Linked DNA regions of Mus musculus: regions 1, 3, 4, 5 and 6 are each linked to region 2. The links are chromatin contacts, called in public Hi-C, HiChIP or PLAC-seq and Micro-C maps. All regions are on one chromosome and are shown on one strand. Each heading gives the region's core, a stretch centred on a gene start, on an enhancer-like site or on the middle of the called end of the contact. The rest is flanking DNA. Distances are from core to core; before and after follow the strand shown. Region 1 has its middle 35 kb from the start of Gm22140. Region 2 has its middle 66 kb from the start of 7420700N18Rik. Region 3 holds the start of Nrg1 (neuregulin 1). Region 4 has its middle 4.7 kb from the start of Gm26578. Region 5 overlaps Nrg1 (neuregulin 1). Region 6 has its middle 100 kb from the start of Gm22140.

Region 1 (4,612 bases), core at 898-3,397, 920 kb after region 2:
TGGACAGAGCTAGGGTGGACTTGACATTTTTTTCCCTTTTGTCAGAAATGCGTGTATAACGTTGCATATTTTCACAAGAGTGTCCTTCAAACGGGGACTTTTCAAGCTGCAAAATTAGTGTCATGACAATGGGAACAAACACACCCCAAAGTGCCTGGATAGTGGATTTCAAGCTTAGCAACTATATATGGATTCCCTGGCAATCAGAAATAGCCCATCACGCACGATCTACGTGCATGGGTTGGAGGTAACCTGCCACAAGGCTAAGCTAAAGTTGTTGGGAACAGAGCTTTTCAAAAGCCAAGGTGCCTCCAAAGATAAGGCTCTGAATTTTTAGTCTGTAGTATCGGAAACAAACAGACAAGCATAAAAGCAAACTGAAGCAGATATGGTGAGACTTGCACACTAGCAGCCAAGAAGGCAGCTAACTCCAAAAGCCTACAGAGAACAAAGCACATCTCAGCTTTGTTCCCTGAGCTTAAGTGAGGGAGTCTACCACAGGCCACTAATAAAGAAACAACAGTGGATGCTCACAGTGAACTATTGGATGGAACACAGGGTCCCTAATGAAGGAGCTAGAGAAAGTACCCAAGGAGCTAAAGGGGTCTGCAACCCTGTAGGAGGAACAACAATAGGAACTAACTAGTACCCCCCCCTCCCCACCTCAGAGCTCATGTCTCTAGCTGCATATGTAGTAGAGGATGGCCTAATAAGCCATCAATGGTAGGAGAGGCCTTTTGTCTTGTAAAGATCATATGTCCCAGTACAGGGGAATGCCAGGACCAGGAAGCGGGTGAGGACATTCGATGGGACTCTGGAACAAGGTAAACTGTAGGACACAGATTTCCTGTGTCTTTCATTATTCTCCTTCAAGTGGACATTATAACCCAGGGAAGTTCAACTCTCTTTCCTTCCTGTCCCCCTCTTAATGGGTGTGTACATGGGGAGAGCATGTTTGGCTATGAGCACTTCACTTGCAATACTGACCAAGGACATCCTTTTGAGTGACTCTTACTGATGTCACAGTGCCAAGTGATAGTGTCCTTGTAGACTTATTAAGAGAACAAAGGGTTGTTGTGTGGAAGACAGCTGCCACAAGCTTTGCTGCCTTTGCTGGTTTTGGAAATGGGCAAGGCATAGTTCAAGTTGCAGAGCTGTTAAAATAACCTGTTTCCACTGTGTTTAAGGGAGAGGAGAGCTACAAAGACATAACGGTAAAGCTGAAGGGACTGGGATTGGAGAATGTCTAGATAATCAATATCTGGCAGGGGGAAGCGGATGAGATAGTGTCTAAGATGGAGCGTGTTCGGGAGGCAGCAATCGGGAAATTCAGCTATACAAAGGAGCAGAGTTTAGCAACAAGAAGCAGTTTGTGGGGATGCCAACTAAGGGGGGGTGGTGTCAAAAGTCTCACGAATCTTAAAAGTCACTGTCACCACAAGGAAGTTAGTACAGGAGCAGAATTTATTGGTAGTTATTAAAGTGGAAGTTAAGGAAATCTAAGTAGTAGCCATCTGGTTTCCTGTTTAGAAATGCCCAATGGAGGGGTGTAGGTGGGTGGGTGGGGACTTTAACCCTAACTTAAAAGTGGGGAAAACAAAGAAACCCTGAGGAAATAGCAGTGGGTGTGTGTGTGTCGGAAACGCAGGCACTGCTCTGCTGTTCTGAGAACAGTTTACAGAAGCAGCCTCATTCTGCGCTGTAGGTGGGGTTTGGTCAGCTGAGCAGCCCTGATAACCGTCTTTTGTGAAAAGTTCTGAGGCCGAGGCACATTTCCAGTGAGTTGCCAGAAGACAGGCATAGTTTGTGCTAATGGCTCCTCATTCTCACAGAGAGAACGGCAAGCAGAGCGAGGTAATAAGAATGCTACCACAGGCTGTCTCAGGGGCCATGTATGAGCCTTTGGCTACCTAAGAAGTCACTGGGTACTCAGTCACCTGAGTGGACTTTAGACGCACTTGTTCAAACATCCTTGTTTTCTCCTGTAAGAGAGTCAAAGCCCAGAGAGGGCGATGACAGGGGCTGTCTTCACACAGCAGGAAATGGGCGAGCTGGTTTGGGTCACGACTAGCCCAGTATTTGAAAGGAGTTGATGTTAAACTGCAGCTCACCAAGGCAGAGGCCTGTGGACCACAAAGCAAGAATGAGTCGTCAGCAGGTGGGAGGGGTGTGGCTGAGTGCATTCTTTTTGCTGACGAATGTGCACGTTCTGACTGTACACATTCCAGAAAATGCCCCAGGCCCCGGATTTTCAGAAACACCACCCTCTTCCCTTTTTGAGTTGGCTGCGAATGGTCTTTTTTGCTTGGAATCAAACACTGGTTATTTTCATACTGGGCAAACAGAGCCTGTTGGTTTTCCTCTCTTGGATAAAGAGTGTCTTCTCTAGCCACTCTTTCCATGGAGTGGTTTCCTTTTGCCATGGTTTATCAATGGGTTCCACGGGGTAAGTTGGATACACATGGGCAGGTTAAGATACATTGAGAGGAACGTGACACAGGCGCTGGGTAGTACTGCCACTTAGCTAACACTCCCTAAAGTATTATGACAACTGCCTGACCTCTTTAACTGGGAAATGAGAATCTAGTTTCTTAATCTCTTAATAATTGCCTCTTATTAAAAACCTGGTAGGGATTAGAATTTCAATTAAATTTAAATCCTAAGTGTGTATGAATGCTGTAGGAATGAGCCTGATAGGGCCCCAGTCTATGAACCACTGAGTTGGTTCTCAGATCAATTCCATCCTTTCAAGTAGCATTTTAAATTAGTTAATTAATGAGTTAATTAATATCTGGCCTTGGATAAACACCCCCCAAAGACCTAACAAGGTCCCCAAATTAGAAGTAATCTTTCTCCTCTCTTCACCCAAGCTGTGAAAAACTCCATTCTCCCCTCGTAGCTGATGTTAAAATGCAGAGCCAATGGAGCCCAAAGACCGACTGAAACTCAAATGGAAAGAGAAGGGCAAGGATTAGACTTCATCAGCAGTCATAACTCGTTAGCAGCACTAGCCGCCGCAACAGTTGTCAGTTTGCTGTAGCTCAGGTCAGTAGCAAGCCCTCGGACCCTTGTTTCAGGGACCGCCCCATAGGAAGAGCAGGAGACATCTGGCTGGTAACCCACTCTAAGATCTCCAACTCAAGGAGGGAACTCTGGCTAACTTTAGCATGCCAGTCTCCTTAGAGTCCATTTGAATGCAAACAAGCAGCAACACTCTTTCCTCTTCAACAGCCCTTCTGTGTAACCCCTAAACCCAGTGAGATTTTTACCCAGGTGAAAACTAGCCTGCTTTTTTTGCCCCGCTTCTGCTAGTTAAATGCATGGTTACCAGGAAACAGTGTGATATGTGTTATCTCCAGTGACTCCATTCCCAGCTCGTGATAATTATATGCACATCTTCAAAGAGCATGAAAGAGAATGCCAAAAGGGAAGCTTTCTGTTTTTTAAACTCCCTATGAGGAGGAGCAGAGGGCCATTTTATTAATATTTACTGAACCCAGCTACTTGGCGCAGGGACTTCAGCTATGTTATCCCACTCCACTTATACAGGAGTAACCAAGCAACATTCTCTGTGTTTTACAACTGCAAGGAAAGTTCTGGAAAGCAAAAATAATCAGCCGAATATCACGCAGACACCAGGACCAAAATGATAATCGAAGACTTCCTTCCACGTTTAAACATCCAATTTGGTTAACCTATCGCATGGTACGGGCCCAGAAAATTGTGTATGCATTGTAACATGGATTGAGGCTCATTTGCTAGGGATGCAAACAGCTTGAGAGCCTCAGAACCAAAGCATGGTATGCTGGGAAATATTATCAAGAGCCCTCCTACGGACTTAACCCCAAGACTAAGAGGAGAGAACAGAAGCAGGATGGGCCTTGAACCATAAGTTCCAGGACAAACTTAGGTACACAGTGAGATGGGAGACAAGACTTTAATCTCAATAAATAAATAAATAAATAAATAAATAAATAAATAAATAAATAAATAAATAAATAAATTCCGGATTAGAACAAAGCATGTCAGGCATTCCAGTTCAGCCTCATAGTGAATTGCTACGTCCAAAAACGAACAATAACAATAGATGAAGAGGCTTTTGACGAAGGTTGAGAGGTACCAACTTTCTAGCTCTCATTTTCTTCAAATGATCAAACGGCATGATGGCAAAGTGACAGATGACCCCTGCTATAGGGAGTTTGTCCTAATGACCTCCTGGTAGCCACAAGTAGACTACAGTGATTCTTCCTCTCATTTAGCTTCAGGATGCTTCATATTTTAAGGATTTATTTTTATTTTGTACCTAGGAGTGTTTGGGTGTGTGTATGTAGCACCCTGTGCATGCAGTTCCTATAGAGGCCAGCAGAGGGCATCAGATGCCCTGGAGCTGGAGTTCCAGAAGATTCTGAGCTCTGGAATGTGCAGGGAACCAAATCTTTGTCCTCTACAAGAGCAGTTGCTCTTACAATCCAAGCCATCTCTTCAGCTCCAGCTTCTAAATACTTTTTAGAGTATATTTTTAAGAGGAAAAAATAATCATAAATAACATTATAGCATTTTGGAGAAAATATTTATTGGCAAACATTTTGGTTTTATCTTATTAATGAACTTA
Region 2 (4,640 bases), core at 861-3,360:
CCACGGCCTATTATTGCATTGATGGCCGGCTAGGAACATATTAAATCTTGCCAGAGCGCTTCATTATGAGTTCTCATAATTCTTGGCTGTCCTTATTTGTTTAAGAGTGAAATGCAAGTCCAGAGAGCCACCCCTCTTCTCTGTGGCATTGTTTGCCACATGGGGGACTCGGAGTCGCATCGTGTGATGATTGAGAAAATAAGTCTGGCTTCCCCGTTGCCGTGTTAGAGAATTTGTCTCAGAAGTAGTAGTTGTGAGTCCAGCATTATAGTAACAAGAGGAGAAGTGGGAAAGAAGGGAGACATTTACTTTCTCAGCCCTAAATAAAGATATCAGAGTTTCTTGCAACAGACCTTGGAAAAAAATTTTTTTGTGGTACTTTGCTTTCTCAAAATGTGGTGGGACATCCCCAGTTCCCTTTGGACTCTCTAAGCATCTTGGGACATTGCAGGTGTTGCTTTTTCTTTCTTTTATAATAGAAAACTTCAATCAGTCAAGGGAAACACATAAGCTTCTCCATCATTCTTATTCTTACTTCTAATAATTTTTAAAGATTCATTTATTATTTCATGTATGTGAGTACACTGTTGCTGTCTTCAGACACACCAGAAGAGGGCATCACATTCCCATTACAGATGGTTGTGAGCCACCATGTGGTTGCTCCGTATCAAACTCAGGACCTCTGGAAGAGCAGTCAGTGCTCTTAACCGCTGAGCCATCTCCCTAGCTCTTTTCTTACTTCTAATTCCCAGGCCCATGACTCCTCAAAACAGGAGAAGGAATGAGTCAGTTGGGATATATACATTCAAATTCCTACACTGCAACTCACCTAGCCCAAATTCTGCCTCTACTCCATGTGGTATGGTTTTGGGAAGACAGAAGACAGTACTGTATATAATTCTCAGGTACAGAGCACACAGTTTAAAGGTCTTTGGAGAATATATTTTGGCATTATGACCAAGGGATTCACTAAGCATTCCATAAAATACACAGAAGTCATATGGAATACCAGAATAGGCGATATGCCAATGAGTGGGTCTTAAAATTTAAGTTAAGAAGAGCATGGAACTTTATTTTCTTCTTCTTCTGATGAACAGATGTTCTTCCAATGGCCACTCATTCCTCAGGAGATACCCTTCCCTTCCTCTCAAGCCTCTGCCATGTCATTCACTGGGATCTGCTATAAGGATCTGGCCAGCCTAAGCTCTAGATATGCTGTGGTAATTGGTAGATATGAAGCTGGTCAGAGAATGAAGAGCTGTGGCTTCTAGTTCTCCACTGAGAACAACTTTGGGCCAGATATAGTTTTTAACATCAGACATGTTTTCAATACTTGAGCTCGACAATACATATAGTATCCACGCCATGAAATATAACATCCACTCACCTTATGTTTCCTCCCTAGGCGTCTTTCTGAAGGTCACTCTCCATCACATTGGTGTGGAGCCACCTTCCTGTAGAGAACTTGGACACCTGCACACTTCTGCTTCCCACCTCTCCTTCTTCCATCCTCAGTCTAGAATTTGGAATAGGTGAACTTTAGGAAAAGCAGGAGAAAAGATTCCATCCACCCTGTGCTCTCAGTAGATTGAGTTGAAGGAGGATGTTCCAGGGCCCAGGGGAAATATTTTATTAACCTGGAATCACTGTAAGGTCATCAGGTATTGCCACAAGAGTAACCCTTTTCTCTATCAGTCTGTCCTGGAAATCCATCTCACCAAGAAACATGTGAACTGCCTTGAATGAGTTCATCAGCCTTGGGTCCACTTGGAGAGATAGGAGAGCGAACCTATCAGCTTTCCTGGAAAGGAGTAAAAGACTAAGTGAGAAGTTATTTATATTTCTGGCTGTCACCTGCAGCAGGCTGTTAAGATTGCCCCATTGAGTGGCCTCTGCTTATTAATAGAGGGAGTGAAGGTAGAAAAATGGAGTTAATGTTGCAATGAGACATGACATAGCCTCGCGTTTCCAGGATTGGCCTGAAATGAATTAAAGCCAAATTATACCAACAAATCTGTCATGCTGCCCTGAAAACAGGAAGTCTGGGCTGAGCCAACATTAGTCACGGCACACACTGGCAAACTCTACCAGATTGGGGAATGAGAAATGTGCTTCATCTGCAAAAATTAACTTTTGGAATTTGTAGAGTGTTTTCCATTACCCACTCTCGACTCTCCAAAGGCCAGTCATCAAATATGCTTGGCTTACTTCTGCTTCTGCAGCACCATTAAGTGTATGAATTTGTATGAGAAATGGAATCCCAGCTAGCTGTGTGCCCTTGGATAAATGACCTCATCTTTCTGGGCCTGGATTTCTTTTGAAAAATGAGGAGCTTGGCATCTCATGATGCTGGGGTTTTCCTTCAGCTTTGTTGGGGATTAGGAAAGAGTATAGCAGACATTGGTCACACGCCCACAAAATGCTCCATACTGTGCTGAGAAATGGAGAGAGAAAAGAAGGAAGATGTATTCCTTTAAAGAGTTTCCAATATATGCAGGGAGCCACATACTTAGAAAACATGTGTATCTCTCTGTGTGTTATTCTACACAGACATCTACATCATCACAGTAAAAGTCATTTAAAATAGTTGCAAAACCAGTCTTCCTCCTGTGCTATGATGGTATACAAGATACAAAGCTGAAGAAGAAAGGCCCTAAATATATCATATTGCATATTACATATTGTTCTCCAGTTTGCAAGGCCAGCAACCCTTCCCCATGAATTCTGAGGGGAGGAAGAGAAGTGTATGTGCTATGCCATTACCACTCTCCAGCCTCTTTCAGAAGAGGGGCCGAGGAAGGAAGGGGAGTCATCACTGAATGAGTAGTTAGTGCTCTTGGGGAGGAGTTATTGCTTCTCATCCCCCAAACCAAGACTGAGAGGATCTGAGAGAATGTCTTCCGAAGCCTGGAAGCTGCTTAAGGACCCGGAGAATGGTGTTCAAGGTATTGACTGAGTGAATGGTAGGCTCTCAACCTTCTAGAGTCACACAGACATCCTAGGGAGTGAATGTCTAAGGGATGTTGGAGGAATGTACTGGAATATTCCAGCAGTGTCACACGGTCCTGCAAGGCCCATGCTCTCACATGCTCTCTGAGTCCTGGAGGTATATTTGAACCCTAGGAATTTAGTTCTGAAGGTTTTTTTTTCTTTTGAAGAGAGAAAGATCACTGCTTGAGCACACTAGCAGACTTGAAACAGATTGTAGGACAAAGTGAGAAATAGATTCAGCAGCTTCTATGTTATCTAGTTCCCAAGAAGCCACACGTAGAATGTGGTAAGGAAAGACTCATTACTCTTAGTTCATGAACACCACCAGGGATGCAGTCACTGTGGGTCCACCTTGGAAGACAATGTACCTAACGGCACATTGACTAACCTATACTCTAGGTCTTGGAGGTGTGACTGTGGTGTGAACAGATGGTGGGAGCCCCTTTGGGAGAGGCTCTCGGTTGTAGAGGGTGTTGGGGTTGAAGTTGATTTTCTCTGAAAATACACTATTCACACTATCAGCTGGAAGCCTTCAGACTTTGTTGGAACTGGAGGGAACTACAATAAGTCCAGTAATAGCCTACTAGGGTTATAGTTGGTTTGTCCCTTAAAGGTTCGTGTGCTATAAGCTCGACCTCAATAGAATGGCACTGAAACTTGGGTGAGGCCTGGAGGGAAAGGATCAGATCATGAGAATCTATATTTTTGTTTGAATCAGTGGATTTTTTTTTAAGACACAGTTTAGTTACTAAGAAAGCAGATTGCAGTAGTAAGATCAAACTGGCCCCTTCTCTCTCTCCTTGGCTGCTTGTCTCAGTAGATGATCTTCTTTTTTCACGCGTGCTATGATTTCATCTGCCATGTTGTAAAGAAGCCAAAGGGGTCTTTACCTAAGCCCAAATTGATAAGTCTTAGCCTTCGAGACTCTGAATGAAACAGTCTTCTCTATAAAGTACCCAGCCTTGGGTGTTTTGTTTTAGCAACACAAAGCCATGCAAAGAAATTCTGCTTCCAGCACAGTTTTTTTTCCCCCTCTCCTAATCTTGAAGAATGTTCAGTTAAGAAAAAAAGAGGAGTGGCTCTCCTCTCTTACCTCATCACAAAGCTTTATGGGATCTAATAGCTACTAAAATGATCATGTCAACCATGATGTTCTTAGGAAGCCTCTGCTAGGAGGGAAAGAGGGAATTAATTCAGCCCTATTGAAGGTAGCCTCCAGGGTGTGAGTGATCTTTGTGCCTCAGTGATCTGAGGAACATAATAAAGAAACATATTCGATGCCATGTCTGGATGACAAACTGCTCGGGTCCATTCAAAGAGTCATAATCAAACAGAGACAGGCCCCTTACAACCAATGACAACAGGACAAATGATAGGCCATTGATGCTTGGCAGATGCCTTCCTTATTGCTCTCCTTTATTTTATTTTATTTTATTTTATTTTATTTTATTTTATTTTATTTTATTTTACTTTATTTCATTTTTGAGTCAAGCTCTTTCTGGAGAATCTGGGGCCATGCTGGCTGGCCAGTAGCCCTGGAGATGCACTTTGTCTATGGGCCCCAATTCAGGGATCTAGACTAGACTAACACACTAGAGGAAGAACAGGTGGGTTGGGTGAATTCTGCCTAGTGTAAACTGCTACTTTGA
Region 3 (4,214 bases), core at 938-3,437, 620 kb after region 2:
CCTCTGCACACACCAGTGTTTCATTCTGGATTGTTTTAATAGCGTGGAGTCTTTTCCCACACAAGTTATTAAGCCAGGCTTTGGCAACAAGATGGGGTTAAATGACACACGTTCAAAAAAAAGAAAGAGGTACCTTGTTAACGACTGGGCAGGAATGTACTTAAATGCTTGATTACAGAAGACAAAACTCATTTAGGAAAATCCTTCTGTGGAAAACTGCAGTCTGTCTTGAACAAAATACAAACTGCCTCTGGTCAGTTCTCAGTAACCAAATGTATGTACGGCACAGGTCTGAGGACAGCAGAGGGAGGACTGTGTCTTTCAGACTTGCTGCAGTATCAGAATCAAACAATGACAATTCAGACGTGCAGAGATGTACTAAAGAGGCAGGAAGAAGAGCTGGAGAAAGATGACAGGCAGCTTGGGGCTCCGGGGAAACAGAATGGGAAGAAGAAAGTCGAAAGAAACTCTACTGAATGGCAGGCGCAATACCAAATAATACTTATTGGCACACCGACGTTACATGCCTATTAAAATATGAAGGACAGTCAGATATTAACTTCTAAAACTATAGCAAATCAATTGACCTTAGCTTACATCCAAAGCCCAACTTCAAAGATGCTTGTAGTTCTTAATTGACAACCTCAGACTTAACAACCTGGCTACATGGAGTTGCTGTTAAAAGACCTGATTCATCCTAGGAGTTTATAAAATTGCTTTATTTTGTTTTTTTTTCCCTGTCACGTGATTCACCAAATAAAACCTCCCGGTTAAAATGCAAACTCAAAGGAAAAAGCTAACCCTCTAGAGTTTGCCTTCTGGAAGTTCCCTCCCACCCTTTCTTTTAAGCCACCATCGCCTTTCTTTCTCTCACTACTTACAAAGTTTAGGAGCAGTTTGCAGATTAGTTTCTGTTGTTTGTGGCTGAGTTCCTGACTTGGGTGTTCTCACCTCAGGGGTCCGAGCTGGAGAAGGGAAGGGCGGTGGAGTGGAGTGTAAGGGAGGAAAAGCAGACAGCCGGTTCTTCCGGGTGGGTACTGCGGAAGGTTCAGAGGCCACAGCGACATGGTCACCTTGCCCTGTAACATGAGCCTCGGCTTCAGACTGAGCCTTAGAGACAGGTGAAGTGTATGCCTCGGATGAGACCAGAACAGCGGAGGCAGCCGTTGGATCCAGAGAAATAACAGGGTCCTGGCCTAACCCCCCAGGGTCAAGGTGGGTAGGAGAGTCGTATTCGAATATCTTGTCCACAAATACCCACTTTAGGCCAGCAATGCAGAGGCAGAGGCTTACTAGACAAGCCAGAATGGGAACAATGCAGATCTTCTCGGAGTTGAGGCACCCTCTGAGACGCTCCGCTTCCAGGCAGACACAGCAGGGCACGGCCAGGCCCAGGAGTCCAGGGCTTCTCCCATCTTCTGTGTGGGTGTCTGGCATATGTTCCGCTGCCGGAAGCCCATCGAGAGATGGGTCTGCACTCAGCTGAGTGGAGGGGCTGGAGGACCTCCCGCCAGCTCCCTCAGACATGTCTGGGGGATAAATCTCCATCCGGATCACCTCCAGAAGGCCCGGCCTCTCTCACAGTGCATTACCATGCAGAGCTCCCCCCAACCAAATGATACAGCATCTTGAAGGGGGAAATCGATAAGGCACCCAAGTCCAAGGCCATTATCCAAAGTAAGAGAGCTTAAGAGGAAGCAAGAAAAAGATAAAAAAAAAAAAAAAGGAAAAAAAAAAAAAGAAAAAGAAACGAAAAAGGAAGGGCTTCTAGCAACTATGAAATAGAAGTGTACCGAAATATCTTGAGCTGTTGTTTCTGGGACACTTTTTCAGTTCTTTCAAAGGCTTCTCCAAACCATCCCGGTTGGTTCAAGAAGGCAGGGGACCAAAAGAGGAAGCAAGCTGATGCCTAGCTGATTAAGTAAACCAGTATCCCAAACTGAAAGGCATGTTTCTCACCTCAAGCGTCTGAAGCTGGTGTCTGCTTAGAGGAAGAAAACAACTGTCATGCAGGAGAAGTAAAAGCAAAAGCAAGACCAGAGGAGGCGGCGGCAGCAGCAGCGGCGGCGGCAGGAGGGGCAGCAGCGACAGTAGCAACAGCATCCTGTCGTGTTAACGCAGCGGCTGAAAGAGGCTGAATCATTACAGAGCAGCAGGTGCCTGCCCTCTGAGCATCACGGCAAACAGTACCATTGCACAAGGATGCGAGGGCAGGAGGAGCCAGGAGGGGCGGTAACTCCCTTCCCCGCCCTGCCTCCACCCCCACCCCCAACCACTCCTCTTTGTCCTTCTTGCGCTCAGTCACTTTTTCCTCTGCAATCTTCCTTCTTCATAGCTTCTTTCTCTTCTTCCCTCCTCCTCCTCCTAAAGATATATTCTCTCTCTCTCTCTCTCTCTCTCTCTCTCTCTCTCTCTCTCTCTCTCTCTCTCTCTCTCTCTCTCTCTCTCTCTCTCTCTCTCTCTCTCTCTCTCTCTCTCCCTCTCCCTCCCTCCCTCCCTCCCTCCCTCCCTCCCCTGTGCCCCGCACCCCCAGTCCCCACTCTACTGCTAGCTGGTCTCTAATAAGTACAGTATACCCAGCAACGCAGGTCCGCCAGTGAGTTCCTATTTTATCCAATTACAAGGAATAAAGGCCAGAGAAAAGAGAAGCAGCCGGGAACCAGCTAAACTGGGTCTCCCCCGGCCTCCTCCCCCCCCCCCCCTTCTAATTTCCCTCTACCAAAGCAGGCCCCAGTCTCCCATCCCACACTCCACCTTGCTTGCTTTCAGTCTTGCTGGCTCTCTCCTCTTCACCCACTGTGGGGTCAGAAAAAGCCAGGGATCGATGATGCTAGCAATCTAACAAAGCTGGGATGGAGGGGGATGGGGTGGGGGGTGGAGGTGGGGACCTTCTGGGTTAGACCTGAGGCTTGGCAAAGTCTGATCTCTGACTCCTCCCCAGAGAGGTAGGCTTTTCAACAGCAATTTCTTCCTGCCTGCTGTTCAGCGGCATTCCTTCCTTCCGTAGCCAGTTCTCTAATAAGTTTTGTTCACTAACAGGACTCTTATTACCCGGTTTTCAACCAGCAGTTAGAGCACTGTTTCTAAACCATGGACAGCTCTGCCTTCTTCCTTCAGCCACCTTCTTGTGGCTAAAGACTTTTTCAATGCTCAGAGCGAAATGCTGAGTGTGTGCGGGGGCGGGGCGGGGTGTGAGGGGGGGTGGGGGAAGGGGAAAAGTCCCGAGTGTCTTCCTGCTCTTTACATTTGAGTCCTCCTTATTCCATCCAGAGTAAGCTAGAATAATGTCAACCTAAGAGGAACACTTACGCTATCTACCGCTTCATTTTCAAATTAGCCTTTCATGTTGACTCCACACTGCAGAGGAGGCTTGAATTCCCTGGGCACTGTAATACACACCACATCTCCTCAGCTATAATCGCACTGCCAGTATTGAGAATTTTCAATCAGAGCGTGCCTTGTGGATTAGGTTTCAGAAACTGTGATTTACAGATAGCTTCCATGCTGATTTTTGTTTGTTTGTTTGTTTGTTTGTTTGTTTAGAAACAGGACTTGAAGTACTGGAAGAAATGGAAGAAACTCACTGTAAGAGAGAGCACAGGCTCCAGGGAACATTCCGTGGTGTTCCAGTGTCTGTCTGTGCATCTGAACATTTAAGCCACTCTTCCAAGGAACCAAATGACTTCCAAGGAACTGTGTCCATAGGGGAACTCTTACAAACTCTCTCGAAATCCAGACAACATCGTCATCCCATGCAGACCCAGGGCAGTGACAGGCAATGCTCAACTCTTAAGAAAATCTGCAATTCATTTTATGCAGGACAATTCTACTGTTTTTGAAGTATATTTATTTAAGCCTTTTCACATGCCAGGAGGTAAGAATATTATAATTTCCTTCCAGATGAAATTACTCCACAATTATGAATGATTCAAAGAGCATTAGTATCTTAAACTATGTTTTCTGTCCTACCACTGCCACCAACAAAAGCCTGGCTGGATTTGCATGATTGCAACCAGGATTATGACAAGCTCACAGGCACAAATGAGTCATCGGAAGTTCACCTCTACACAACCTGCATGTGTATGCACCAGTATTTTGAAATGGTTCATGTGATCATTTTCTCGCTTCATTTACTTGATTTTGAGAAAATGAGAGTTTTCTTAACAAAGATTCTAGTGATGGACATGAAGTTTTTTAGAGCGAGAAATCCAAAT
Region 4 (4,277 bases), core at 70-2,569, 700 kb after region 2:
AAAATTCTCAAATAAGTTTGCTACTTCATTTTCCAAAAGCCTTGATCAGCAGCAAGCTTTCTACCTACATTCTGAATTCTTTGGCAAACTTAATGCAGAGACACGTGTGTTTGTTCATATTCCTGTGTACAGGGATGCATGCACACATGTAGGCAGGCACGCAGAGGACAGAAGACAGTTTTCAGGGGCCATACAGATTTTTTTTAGTCTCTCACTGGCATGGAACTTGCCAAGTAGGCTGGCTGGCCAGAAAGCCCCTGGATCTGCCTGACTCTACCTCCCCAAGTGCGAGATTGACACACACACACCACCAGGCTTATTTTTAATGTGGACTCTGGAGAGCAAAATGAGGTCTTCATGCTTGCAAGATATTTTTAATATTTAGAAGAAACAGACTTCTATGTGATTATTCACTAACAAAATGTAGCTTTTCAAACAAAAGGGTATAGTGTAGCCTAAATCAACAAGCTTTTAAACATGGCTAGCTTCGTGTTTAATAAACAGGATGGACTTAGCTAGGCAGTTTGGTTGGAGTTGTTTTGGGTTTTTTGTTTGTTTGTTTGTTTTCCTAACACCTCACATCTTCTAAAGCAACAAACAGTGACATCTATTGGTATTTTGGTAGCTCACTTTTTGTTCTTTCATTTCAGCCAATTAAAACTCTTGCAGATACAAAACCAACTAGGATGGGCAGGAATGCTACTTGATCCTTTAGGGAAAGTTAGATTTATGCATATCAACAGTATACTTAGTTGGTATATTTTCCCTTGGTAAAAATAAAGTAAAATAATACAATTTAATTTTTTCTTCTTCTCCTCCTTCTATTTGTCAAAGATCAGCGTTTGAGGGTTAACTGACCAACAGAAGTGCAGTTATCCCTTCTTGGAACAAACTTGATAACTCTCCCCACCCCAATACTGACAACATGGCATGATTTGTGACAGAAGCCAGTAAACTATCAGCATTGTAAAATCCCAACTTAACTTGTTTCTTTGGTATAAAGGAATATATCTGCTAAGAAACACTTCTACTTCCCGAACCTGAAACATGACATACAACCATTCAGTGAGGCTGGAAAGGGGGCAAACACTGAGAAATGCGGGTTTATTGTATTGTTTGTTTTGCTTCTATTTCAAAATACCTGCACCAGGGTGTATGGACTTTACATTGTCACTCCTGAGAAAGACAGCAAGGGACATGTTGACGCATACTTCGTGTTTTAGTGGCTGTAATTTACGCAAGTCTCAAGAGAGAAGACTACATATTCTGTACGACAAAAGGAGGTTTGAACAGCAACTCTCCAAGTGTTGCCAGAAAAGGAATCGGGTTTCAAAATCTTGCAGCTTGAAGCCTCAACGTGTTCCTGCCAGATCAAATCCTATTGCACCTCGGACTACTTTCAATATTTAGATTGAGCTCGGCAATGTTTTCATAATACATGTATGCAGTTATGAAACCTGATGTACTCACTTTTCGCTATCTTTACAGGTAGTGCTTATTAATATTTATATCCACTCTAACCTGAGGTCAGCACTGGGTTTTCCTTCCCATAAAAGGAAAATTCTAAAAATTATGCCACATATCCTTGCAAACAATTCCTTTCTGGAGTAATCTGATAAAGAAAGCTTGCATCGACTGTGTACCGATTCCCTGTTGGGCAATAGCCAGCATGCTTTCCTGGGTTATCTTGTTCACACTCTGGAGAGTCAGGAATTATCTCCACTTTACAAAAAAAAAAAAAAAAAAAAAAAAAAAAAAAAAAAAAAAAAAAGGAAACTTAGGCACAGAAAGATTAAGTAACTTTCCCATGAATTTACAGCTAACGGGTGATTTGTGATGTTAGAATTTACATCCAAGCCGTCTGTCTAGAGAACTAAGGGCTAGGACTTAGTTCTGCCTAATGTTAGGATGCTTTCGTATCCTCTGTTTTAAAAAATAATATAATATACATACAATGCATGTAATACACTGCCTGGAACATTAACAGTATCTCCATTAATTAAGGTACAGTAATCTTCATTGCTCTTAGTAGAAAAGGATTGAGGATACTGGAAATATATTTACTGTTCAGATGATAGCCCAAGACTTTCTAATATTATATCTACATAAACACATGTGCATATACAAGCACATATACACATGTGCACATATAATAGACACATGTACATATACAGGCACATATACACATGTGCATATATACATAGACACATGTGCTATACAAGCACATATACACGTGTGCATTTATACATAGACACATGTACATATATACATAGACACATGTGCATATATAAGGACATATATAGTCTCCTCATTCTCATTAGTACCATTATCATTCTGTAAATATTAGAGCAGTATCCAAGCTTCCTTCCCTCACTCTTCCTGCTTTTTTACTTCTTCAAAACAAGTCCATTTTTGTTCTGTAAATAATCTTTAATGTTTTTAATAATTACATAATGTAAGCAGTTACAAGTAACCAGGTTGAAACAGATCATTGGACATTCCTTCTCCTTCTGTAAACACAGACTGCCCTGTTAGTGACAGGCCACTTTATTTCCAAGAATGTTTACAGGCACTTCAGCCTTTGGAGCCATTTAGTTAAGGAAACAGGTGGATGATATCATTTGAGGCGTGCACAGCCAGTGTCTAACTATTAGTGATACTAAGTTTCTTAGGGTTTCCACTCACAAATACCCTTCCCATCATGCATAAAAAAAGTAGCACATAATAGTTCTAGACCTGAAACAGGGACAATAACAGATTTGTTACAGGCCATTTAAGAGTCAAGACAATAACAAAAACAATACTGTACAGAATATGAAACACATCAGTAATCTTAAGGAAGGTCTCAAGTTAACTGGGCAATTGACAGGCTAAATGGAAAAACTGGTTTTGTAATTCAGGCTTCTAGAGGAAAATGCTAAGCTGAATGAATCAGTCAGAGGCAGGATCTGGGAGGGCCAGCTTGCAAGAGGCTCAGGACATTATGGGACCCTCCATACATGGATCTGTGACTCAAAGCCCAGGATTTTGCTGAAGTTGCTTATTTTGTGCAAAGAAGAATCTATGACCTCAAGGATATGGGACTTATAATAGTCATCATTAGAGAGTAGATAATTCTAATGAACTTCTGCAGCCACAACAGTGTGCAGTCCAGTATTTGTTAATTACATCAAAATGTAGATAGGAAACATAACCAGGTCTGTAAGACCCATCAGCTAGACCAGTTGATACAGCAGATTAAAAGGTCTTTTTCTCCAGAAGAGTTCCCACCAACATGCCTATGCATTTGATTAAGTACACAGCAGGGCTAAGCCCCCTCAGTTATCTCTGCTGTGTTAAAGCTGACATGCTCAGAACTTCAGTGGTTGTTTTAAGGAAAGGTTGACACTTTGTGCTGAAGGTCACCATCCCAGGAACAGTTCAAGAGATGGTTGTCCTTGTAAATCCTAAATTTGGCTACGTGGCAAATATGAAGGCTACTGACAATTCCATGGACCCACAGGCCAGAGGAAAGATCCAGAACGAGTATGGATTTACCCCACATATCACCAAGGCTATTAGCTATTTATCCTCTTCAATAAGGAAAACCAGACTGGGACTTACCATTAGAAGGAAACGTGACAAAGCAAAGGCAGAAACACCATACCCTAAGCAGGACTATCTAATGCCCTGTATTTCTACATAATGCAAACTTCAAGGGGACCATTTGCAAATCAAATGACTAAATACTCTTAATCTGGTTTAATCTGTTGATGGTGTTCTAAAGGTGTGTGTAAAAAGTTCTCTGGAGGGAGCAAAGTGTCTCTCTGTACCACCCCACCCCCACCCCCAATCATATCATGACAGGAAACAAACTAAAATCCAGCACACAGACAACTTTACCCCAATTTTTTTTTCTGGGAAAATGGGGAAAGAAATATCATTGAGTCTGGTTTAGAGAGAGTCACAGTGGAGGGACTGACTACAAAGACTCAAGGGAGCCAAGCAAAGAAACTCTAGACTCCTCTAAGAACATTAGGTAGTCCTGAGACAGATGCCCACCTGGTGAGTCAGGACTGCAGACAGCCCTGAGACTTCTCCTAACCTCTCCCCACCTGAACCACTGCCTTCACTAAAACATCCGAGGTATGTTGTAGACTTAGCCCTTGTTGAGAGAGAAGAGTGCCATCGAAAGGGTCGCTAATCAGACCACCACCCCATCTTAACTCAGGAGAGCATCTAGGACAATTTTCAACCCTTCCTAATTCTTGAACCCTTTGATTCAGGTCCTTAAGCCA
Region 5 (4,503 bases), core at 188-2,687, 540 kb after region 2:
TTTGTCTTACAGTAGTAACAAAAATACTAAAATTTCTCAAAGGTACACTAGCCTTAAAAATGACACTTATTATAACACTATGCGTTCTTAATTTTACATAGTGCCTTAGGAGATCATTTCATTTTTAAGTCTATGTTAAGATAAATTCTAAGGAATGCCCAGAGTTGCTTTAGCTTAGAGTCCAGTTATGATTAATGTAGCCTTGTCCTTCCATGTGAGGTCCAGAGCTTTACTGTGGTTATAAGGTGCATGAATGTTAGCAGTTAGTAATCCCTAACAATTTTCTATAATCTTTCCAACCAGGAGAAATAGCAATTATAAATCACTCATTAAATTAATAAACATAGTTGAATCCTTATGAAAAGCAGTTGAATAGTGATAATACTCCACAAATGATCCAGCACATTTACTAAGGATTCATTCATAGATGCATGTGTTTTGAGAATCAGTTTATGAACACTCTAGACATACTCAAAGATATTTACAAATTCCCAAGAAAGATCTGGTTCTATAGGGTTCTGGCCAATTTTATAAACTATTTATCAGTTACAGTCAACTTGTAAGCCATCTTTAGACATCTTCCTTCCTTTGTTTCCTGGTTTCATCTTTGTCCCTGGAGAACAGTGGAGGGAAGAAACCTGATGGCCAGTATTCTACTCATTAGTCATCACTCCGCAATGAAACATTTGGCCAGTTTTTAAAATACCCTGTCAGGAAGAATAACATGTCTTCTTCTTTAGTACTAACTGTGGCATCTCCTTTTACACTGTAAAACATGTGAACTTATCTATCTACTTGGTGTTGATATTTACAAACATAAAGTTATGAAAATGTCAACAAACCCATTCTGGGAAATAGTGACTTGTTCTGCTTGCTGTCAAAGCCTCCTGCTGTTTCTCTGGATTGCCCATGGATGCCGCACTCAGACTTCTGGGTTGCTTTGCTGTAGTATCACATTGCAAACACAGACATTGTTCACCCTGTAGCTGGCTTGGTATTCCAGCCAGAGCTCGCCTACTCACTGGCTGAGTATCTGCATTGTAGATTATTTTTCTTTTCCCAAATGTATTGTTACTATTAGTCTGCATTTTTCGAAGATGAATCTTATTCTGTTATCAGCCTTTAAGTGAAAATACTTGAGGCTTATATGTGTTTTTCTAATTTGTGTTTTAGTGTCCTTTACAGTGTCATCTGCAAAAGCCATTTGTTTCCTCAAGAGGATGCCCTTCTTAACATCATTAAAGAAAAATACTAAATAGAAAACATTCCAATAATGTTTCTTTCAGATTTAGCCTATACCTCCCATTACTGCTCAGCTGGCATATGCCTCCCCCTTCTTTTATTATGACCCTGGGACTAACTTCTAGTCCATGAGATAACAGAATACATATAGCGGCCTCATAGGTCTCATGAGTCAATACTGAGGTAAAGTACAAATCACACACTGGCTCTCACACGTGCTTCCTCACTAACAGTGAGTGTGGCATGTTTAGGAACACATCTCTCCTTGCCAGAGCCTTAGGCCTTACCAAACACTAAGCTTGTACTGTTTCCAGTGAAATGCTTACTCCGAGACTATAACACTCACCAGCGTTTATACAACTCGAGGCATCCTTAAGTCAAGGCAAAGGACCTCGCCATGTTACAGTGACACATGACATACTGGCTGCTCATCTGTGGTCTGTCAGTCTTCCCTTCGAAGGCTCTGAGGCACTATCTCATTCTTTCTGTGCTAACAGACCTGTTTGATGATGAGACATCTAAATGGGTTTCTTCTAAATTATTAAGTCGAAATATTTTGAAACTGCATTTTTATTTAACATAGACAGTCTGAAGGTGGTAGCTTCATACTTTCTGTCCCTCTACAAAACCTTCGTCTTTTATTCCTTAAGGACCTAGACATAATCTTAGGTCCTAATGTCTTCATAGTACTTGGTGCATCAATAATTGATTATTAAATCGATGGCTTGAAACATGGGTATTATGTTCACTGGCCCTTGTCTCCTGAAGGAAGAGGTCAGTGTGGTTTTGTTCATCCCTGGATGCTCAGCATGAACTCAGGCCTGCCTCGTGGGAACCTAATCAACACACATTGTTGCTAGCTGATGCAAGAGACGTGTATGTAGAGAGAGTTTAGCCAATGTTCTAATTCTAGACAGAACTGCACTTACATTGGTCCCTACAGGACTTTTTTTCAGACTATACTAGGAAGTCAAAATCTAAATACATTCACAAATACTAAGAGTGCTAGGATTCTCTGCACAGAAGAAAAAACTGAAGACGTGGGCGTCTGAAGAACTCAGTGTCTATATTCTTAAGAGTCCCATCAATTTCTCTCACAACTTCTGTTTCTGATAAATATGATGGCACCCAAGAACAGAGAAGTTCCCTATAAGAGAACACTCTCCTGCAAGTGGAATCAGCATGGCATTTACAATGTTCTAAAACTCCAATGGATTCTCATCATGCCTGTTTATGTCAAGTCATCTACTGATAAATAGTGTAGATATCACCACTGCTACCATCCTGACAGTATTTTGTGAAACTTTAGCCTTAAGCTAGTATGGCTGACTCTTTCTTTGTATCTTACTTAGCCCCTGGGTTTCCCTATCATGTGTAGCTAAGCATATTCTTGTGTTCATGGTTTTATCTTCCTGGTTCTCAAAGTTACTCTGGCTCCTTCTTAGCTTTCACACTACCCAAAGATTCCTGCTCAGCTTATAGAACATGTACCTAGATGCACTACTGAACAGAGGTTTTTGTTTTCTTTTGTTTCTATTTTTGTGTTGTTGTTGTTGTTGTTGTTGGTTTTTTGTTTGTTTGTTTTTTATGTTTGTTTCACTTCGTGCAGTGGAGGTGCTATTCTGGGGAGGCACATCACCATCTTCATCCTCATATCCAGATCCTAACTTTTAGTGTTTGTGTGTGTATTTATAAGAAGGCATAAGGATGGGTATACGCTACAAAACTAGGTAGAAGATCATGGGATCAAGAGGAGTAAGAAAGGGCAGGGGTCAGGGTAAGGGTAGATGTGTTATGAAAGAAGAAAGGTGCTACTCGGGTAGAAGACAGAATATGGGGAAGGAGGAGAGAGAAGGGACAGGAAGGAGAAGTGACAAAGGTAAATTGTTTAAAAATGCTATACTGAAACATTTTTTGGTATGTCAACAATAAAGGAAAGGGAAGAAGAGAAAAGATTTTTTTCCTGCCTGTTCAAAGGTAACCTAGTATACTGGAAGAACTCTGTACACAAGAGCTACATGCGTAAATGCTTCTCTACTTCTAGTCCTGTCTTTCCCTTTAAATTCTAATTGCCTTAGAAGTCAGCACTGTGCTATTTGGAACATATTTGCTCCCTTGCAGAGCTTAGTTGCTTAGCAATTTCATGTCTTCACACATGCTAAGCTTATATCTGCCTTGTGTTATTATCAATGTTTTAAAAGGACCTATCATAGAGTTCTACAGGCAATTATTAACATTTCATTTACCAAATTTAAGTTACAGTAACATATTACTGTGACTTGATATCCAAGAGTTTTATTTGTATAATGATGAATCTCTTAACAATATATAATAGAGCATGACCTACACAAATATGTAGACACTAATTATATAAAATCACTGGAAGTCCAGGATGAAGGAAACTATCTTTTACGTGTAGATTGATTTCTGATTTTTAATTTTGATTTGTTTTTTTTTTTAAATAAGGTAGCTAGCTAGTGATCAAAAATATTAATAGGGTGATCAGGGACATAACTAATCGATCACATAAAAATTACAAAGTTAGCAGGTGGCTTCATAAAAGCCACATAAACTTTTAAGTTAAAGAAAAAATTAGGGATTAAATATAACACCACCATATTTTTCCAATGTTTACAGAGAAATAGTACCATTTACTTTTTATTATTAGAGGAGAAAAAAAGGTATTACTGGAGTTAAAAGTACTTTAGCAGAGATGAACTCATTTAATTTTTCTGATTCCCTGGGGAAATTTTTGGAAAACATAGTAACTCTATGTTATAAATGAAGACAGTGTCTAGAGGGTTGAAAATTGGAAAGACACAGGACTGCTTACCAAAATTGGTGGTTAAAACCCAAATCCCTCACTGTAAGCCTGTATCTGTCCACTGGGTAATATATCACATTTATAAGCATTGTCTGTTGGAAAAAATAAATTTTAGGTTAAAACACTTCCCATTCACGTCTTCCAAGTTCTCTACTGAACTGCTCACATTGGGAAGTGAAGAAAGAATCTGGACAATTTCATATTCAAATGATCTTGTTGCTTTGCACCATGTGATGACAGAGCATCAGAGTACAGGAAGTGGACCCGCTCCTCTCTCCTCTCTGCATATTCTGTTATAGTCACTAATTCTTTTTCTGGGATACATCTTAAATTACTGTAGAGAGAAGATTAATGTAAAGGATGAGAACCAAGGCTCAAATCCTCACTTGGTCCCCATGGGCAAATCCATGTAACCATCAAAGGCCTCCTATGAGAAC
Region 6 (4,564 bases), core at 1,984-4,483, 990 kb after region 2:
TACTAGTTGGAAATGCCATTTTCACCCTTTTCCACCGCAGCCGTCTTTGTCTTCACATCTGGAATCTCCCGATGACCCCTCAATGTCCCAATTCCTAATTTTTTCTCTGCTCACAATCTTTTAGCAGCTTTTCCTTTCCTCAGGGCAGATTTTTCTGAATTCCCCACTTGCCATTTTCTTTTTCCCCTAGACATAGTACAGATCCACCAAGCCAGGGCTTTCAGTTTTAGAACTGTAGTCTGGGAGGTATTAGGAGAATAAAAATAATTTAAGTTTGTGTTTTCCTGCTAGAGATCCACCAAGCTCTCCTAACATTTTTAGGCATGAAACACTAGTCCAGCTTCAGCTGTATTACTGTATAGGACCACTGGCTGACCCTAGAAGCCACAACAACACTTTTCTTTAAAGAATAAGAAAGGGAAAAATAACAAGAACAACAAAGCATTGCTGCATTTTTTTCAGTGTTCTGCAGCCAAAGTTCTTCTCTTCATTTTAATCTCAATTAAACATTGTAAAGAAAGTCTTCAGATTTAACAAAAGCTCACCAGAGTACTCTGTACCCATACAGTTTCTTGGAATAATGTCTATTAGGTGTGATTTACAGGGTAAGATGCAAGGAATTTTCAGGCTATGTGTTTGGGTTCGGCTCACCTGTTTTGGTAACTATTGCAGACAGGACAGCTATTTGTAAATAGGAGCTACTTGAAAGATGAGGGCTGCCCTCTCTCTACCTCTCTACTCTCAGTAACAATGTGTCCCAGGAAGGAAAACATTGTTTCTAGAAAATTTTAAATCACATAAAATCGGAACCTGATTACTGGAGGAATTATGGAGCCATTGTCTCAGAATCAGCCCGCCCCCCCATCAATGTCATGTTCCTTTTCTCTTATTTGTCAAGGGTACATGTGGTTTTCAGGACCCCAGGAAGGCTATAGGAAACAGACTTTGGAACCTAGGAGAGCATGAGGTTACAGCAGTGGCAACTACTGGCAACTGCCTTGAAACCCTTGGCCTTCTGTGGTTCCCACACTGCTCAGGCGAAGGGAGGGAAATGGGTGAGCCTCCTGCCCACCCAACCCCCTCCCTCTGTGCTTATTTGCTTGTTCTTGTCTAATCAGGAGTGCCCTGGCTAATGGCATCCCCTCTGAATGGAAGAGCCTTCAGTCTGAGGCTGCTCCCAGTAAGTGAGCATTTGCATACGGAACAGGAACACAAAACCTTGTGCTACTTGCTTCTTCCTGCAGTTGCTATCTTCTTGGCACAGGTCGTCTTACCTCCTTATATGAGCTTTAGTCCTTGGCACACCAAGAGGGCAGCAGCCTTCCAATTCTTTCACTTTGTGGTTGCCAACAGGAAATATCATGCATCTTTCCGGCGCACTAATTGACATGAAAATGCCAAGGTGTTCTGCAGCGTTTCCTTATGAAGAGAAACACACTCTTCAGGAAAGACTTTTCCCACTGACCGGGCATGAGCCTGCCTTGAAATTTTCCCCGTGTCTCAGTGCAGAAAGAGTAATTAGATCATCTTGAGTCCAACACGGTTGCTTTGAGTGATTTACCTATACAGTTTGGGTAGATATTTCTTTGGCAGGAGATTCTTTTTGTTTTTCACAAATAGGAGATTAGAGAGTGCCTCTAAAGGGAAGCTGTTAGATGAAGAAGAATTTGCCCTGTTAGTGAGTAAGTGCATCCAAGCATCTTATGGGCTTAAAATAACAAGAATGTAAATTCATATACAAATATTCATTATATCTTAAATGTGAGCCACTTTAATTCTTTTATATAGATCTAATAACGTTTATTTCAGTGTTCTATAATCTATTTAGTGCCTAAGACTTCCATTGTATGTAAACCAGTAGTTAATAAATAGTGGAATAGCCGTCATATGAGGAGAGGTACCCAGCCTTATTGAACTTGATCTGTCATGTTTGGTTGATATTCCTGGGAGGCCTTCCTTTTCCGAAGGAGAATGGAAGAAGAATGAGTAGGGAACAGGGGTGGGGGAGGTCACTGGGAGGAGGAGAAGAGGGAGGGGAAACTACAGTCGGGATGTGATAGATGAGAAAAGAATAAAAAATAAAATAATAAACTGTGAAATAATGATGAAAGCGGTGAAGGAACTGACTTATTAGACTGTCCAGGGAAAGCCGAGATAGTCTCTCTTCCACTCGTACATGCAAGGTTAAACTGAAGAAGTCCGTAGGTGTGAAACAGCCTACGGCAGGTCTTTGGGAAATATTCTAAGAGAAGACACTGCTATCCTAGGAGATGACAGATCCATACATTCTGCTGCTTCTGAGCTCTTCAGGGAGGACAAGCTTTGGAGGAGGTGGACGGTGGTAGTGATGATCCTAACTCTGTGTGAGCCTCAGCTGGTGTCTGTGTGTCTGTGTGTCCATGTATTTGTGTGTGCCTGCCTTATTCTGTAACAGAAGAGTTTTAAAAATAAACAGAGAAGTAAACAAGTAGGCGACCTCATACCTTTTAGGTGTGGAGTAAATCGGACCATCTAGATTTGTAGAAACACACTCTGATGCCCTCACAGTGACACACTGCCGAGGCTACTTGTTTTCTTTGCTTTAGAGCACATCTCCTTCATTAAGCAAGGGATTGTGGTGCGCGAGACTCTGAGAGCACTTCCACCAAAGCACAGCTATTAGCTTCCACTTCCGAACTTTGAATACTTTTCCCTTCTCTTTCACCTGCCCCACCCCCATCGTGTACGAAACTGATCCACTGATCCTAATGCTCGCTGATCCAGATATAAGTACAAGCCATTCCATTCTATTCTTCACTCTTAGTGAAAAGCTAGTTATGATGTCACCAGCCATGTGGGAAAATTATCATATAAGGACTGCTAATCAGCGTGTAAATTTTTCAAGATAATTTCTCTGTTGGAGTGGGAAAAAAAAAAACCTGGGTGGAGAAACAGGAGATGGAAGTGAAGAGACATAGCTGTGAATATCCGACCAAGTCTGAAATACTCAGTTACAGCAATTCTGCTTGTGAATGTCGCTGACAACTTGGACAGCTGTGTATTAGCAGCTGTGCTTCCTAATTCACACCAGCCCCTCGCCTCCCAACAGTTCTCAGGATGAAGTAAGATGGCCTCACCGCTCCGGTTCACTGCCCCTCACTTCTCCTCTGAGGTGGTGCTCAGCCCTGCTGTGGTTGCCTGAGCCAGCTTGTTCCCGAGAAGCAAGGCAGGAAGCAAGAGGAAAGAGGCCAGGCATGCATTCCACTGATGAATTTGAGCTTAGTCACCGTGAGGAGAAGGATGTGAGTGGTTCAGGGTGCTTTGCTGGTCTGTCCTTTACTTATGTGGGAAGCGTGATGATCATTGCCCCTCCTGCTTCACGGGAAGAAAGTCACAAAGAATGGAGCAGAGAAAAGGAGTTGGATTTTCTCCATCAAGGCTCAAAACCTGCCACTTCTCCACTGCTTTACTAAAACCCGCTCCTGTGTAGGTAGATACTGATGCAACCAAAACAGGTACACGAGTCTCCCTTAAAATAGTCCGTGAAATTTCGAAATTTCATGCGACTTCTAAACACACTAAATGCCACTTAGGTTTTTTTTCCCCCATTTTACTGGAGGCCCTGCAGTTTTAATAGGATGGATGTACTCATGAATAAAAGAATGCTTATAACACAATTAATGGTACAAAATCAATCTCCTTTTGACATGTGAATGAAGGAAGCAGTTCTGTACACTTTGGAACATGCAAGAAGACTCATGAGTGTGATCACCAGGTCTTGGGTCACCTGGACTCAAAATGCTATGAATGAAACCACCTGAGGTGGTAATTCATGGACTGTGTGTCATTTGTTCAAACAACTAGGTTGATGAGAAATGCAGAAAAATCATAGGAAAGAAATAATAACCCATGACAGAAATGCCCCCAAGTAGGGACTACACTGTACATTCCAGAGGGGTTAGGCAGAGTCTGATTTTGTCAAATAAGCAAACAAACAATGGGTCCAGGGAAGTCTGGGTTGATGGGTGGTAACTGCAGGACATGTTGGATGCCTCTGCTACCATGTGAGGAGGAGACAAATGGGAACCAGTCATCTGGTCCCTGAGTTGCTGGTCTACATTTATGAACTCCATTTATTGTTATGAAGTGAAAGCAACTGACCATTTTGACAGGGAAGTTTGATTTCCTAAAGTCTACAGTCAAATGACCAAAAATAAAAACTCATTTTTTCCAGTCTTTGGGCTTGCGGTTTTATCATATTTACATCAGCAAAAATTTAGAATGAAATGGTACACCCCATCAAGGCAAAACAAACAAAGTTATACAGTGAAAGGGTATGGCTCATCACGATAAAAGTTGGCCAGGAATGGAAAAATTCCCAAAAGTCATTACGTAACAAACTGAAATTTTGTAATTTAGGAATATAAATAGTTGAATATAAAATCAATAACTTCTAATTTTATCCATTAGCTAAGTTCAAGTGCAAAAAAAATTTTTTTCTAGCATTTATGTTTCTAACATTCATTCTGAAATACAGATGGGAATAAAGGACAAACTGAGAAGAGTAGTTGCCCAATCACTGTTA

The links. A called contact is a pair of places that touch in the nucleus more often than the background predicts. HiChIP or PLAC-seq counts read pairs in DNA pulled down with a chosen protein or histone mark.
Region 1: a contact with region 2 is called in a Micro-C map of embryonic fibroblasts, with 5 times the contacts expected there. The contact joins two enhancer-like sites. A contact is called at or near these places in 21 of 484 Hi-C or Micro-C datasets (the Patski cell line, adipose-derived mesenchymal stem cells, cardiomyocytes and 12 more) and 1 of 115 datasets of contacts at active chromatin or transcription factors (extraembryonic endoderm stem cells).
Region 3: a contact with region 2 is called in a Hi-C map of the N1E-115 cell line, with 3 times the contacts expected there. The contact joins the promoter of Nrg1 here to the enhancer-like site in region 2. A contact is called at or near these places in 4 of 484 Hi-C or Micro-C datasets (the 3T3-L1 cell line, the HL-1 cell line, the N1E-115 cell line and 1 more) and 4 of 115 datasets of contacts at active chromatin or transcription factors (embryonic hindbrain, forebrain, neural tube and 1 more).
Region 4: a Hi-C map of the STO cell line shows a contact between it and region 2, with 6 times the contacts expected there. The contact joins two enhancer-like sites. A contact is called at or near these places in 14 of 39 promoter capture datasets (the 3T3-L1 cell line, 3T3-L1-derived adipocytes, the C10 cell line and 8 more), 4 of 15 datasets of contacts at CTCF or cohesin (the NIH/3T3 cell line, embryonic stem cells, hippocampal excitatory neurons and 1 more), 134 of 484 Hi-C or Micro-C datasets (the 3T3-L1 cell line, 3T3-L1-derived adipocytes, the AML12 cell line and 71 more), 26 of 115 datasets of contacts at active chromatin or transcription factors (the NIH/3T3 cell line, PVALB interneurons, astrocytes and 18 more) and 1 of 9 other capture datasets (embryonic stem cells).
Region 5: an H3K27ac HiChIP or PLAC-seq map of the NIH/3T3 cell line shows a contact between it and region 2, with 10 times the contacts expected there. The contact joins two enhancer-like sites. A contact is called at or near these places in 3 of 484 Hi-C or Micro-C datasets (adipose-derived mesenchymal stem cells, embryonic fibroblasts and uterus) and 1 of 115 datasets of contacts at active chromatin or transcription factors (the NIH/3T3 cell line).
Region 6: a contact with region 2 is called in a Hi-C map of embryonic fibroblasts, with 4 times the contacts expected there. The contact joins two enhancer-like sites. A contact is called at or near these places in 1 of 39 promoter capture datasets (the 3T3-L1 cell line), 17 of 484 Hi-C or Micro-C datasets (the 3T3-L1 cell line, the HL-1 cell line, the MC3T3-E1 cell line and 12 more), 2 of 115 datasets of contacts at active chromatin or transcription factors (the NIH/3T3 cell line and astrocytes) and 1 of 9 other capture datasets (embryonic stem cells).

Annotation. Positions count from the first base shown.
Region 1 is chr8:32,219,259-32,223,870 of GRCm38.p6, forward strand. It overlaps a transcript of Nrg1 not described here. Among named protein-coding and RNA genes, the nearest start is that of Gm22140, 35 kb to the left of the region's middle. Within about 2 kb of position 2,148, at least 33 of the 459 cell types and tissues checked have an H3K27ac peak or open chromatin away from gene starts, as enhancers often do. A contact at or near this core is called in embryonic fibroblasts and pancreatic cancer cells, where this site is marked.
Region 2 is chr8:31,299,326-31,303,965 of GRCm38.p6, forward strand. No RefSeq gene overlaps it. Among named protein-coding and RNA genes, the nearest start is that of 7420700N18Rik, 66 kb to the right of the region's middle. Within about 2 kb of position 2,111, at least 35 of the 459 cell types and tissues checked have an H3K27ac peak or open chromatin away from gene starts, as enhancers often do. A contact at or near this core is called in the HL-1 cell line, the N1E-115 cell line, the NIH/3T3 cell line and 3 more, where this site is marked.
Region 3 is chr8:31,916,656-31,920,869 of GRCm38.p6, forward strand. Nrg1 (neuregulin 1) reads right to left here and starts at 2,188. Exons shown (of 10, transcript NM_001364423.1): 1 at 882-2,188. The coding sequence starts at 1,548. Gm33223 (a long non-coding RNA gene) reads left to right here and starts at 2,899. Exons shown (of 2, transcript XR_378857.2): 1 at 2,899-2,945; 2 at 3,544-4,214.
Region 4 is chr8:32,003,117-32,007,393 of GRCm38.p6, forward strand. It overlaps a transcript of Nrg1 not described here. Among named protein-coding and RNA genes, the nearest start is that of Gm26578, 4.7 kb to the right of the region's middle. Within about 2 kb of position 1,320, at least 7 of the 459 cell types and tissues checked have an H3K27ac peak or open chromatin away from gene starts, as enhancers often do. A contact at or near this core is called in the STO cell line, where this site is marked.
Region 5 is chr8:31,841,399-31,845,901 of GRCm38.p6, forward strand. The region is part of intron 2 of Nrg1 (neuregulin 1); the gene reads right to left. Among named protein-coding and RNA genes, the nearest start is that of Nrg1, 75 kb to the right of the region's middle. Within about 2 kb of position 1,438, at least 32 of the 459 cell types and tissues checked have an H3K27ac peak or open chromatin away from gene starts, as enhancers often do. A contact at or near this core is called in the NIH/3T3 cell line and embryonic fibroblasts, where this site is marked.
Region 6 is chr8:32,283,593-32,288,156 of GRCm38.p6, forward strand. It overlaps a transcript of Nrg1 not described here. Among named protein-coding and RNA genes, the nearest start is that of Gm22140, 100 kb to the left of the region's middle. Within about 2 kb of position 3,234, at least 72 of the 459 cell types and tissues checked have an H3K27ac peak or open chromatin away from gene starts, as enhancers often do. A contact at or near this core is called in the HL-1 cell line, the NIH/3T3 cell line and embryonic fibroblasts, where this site is marked.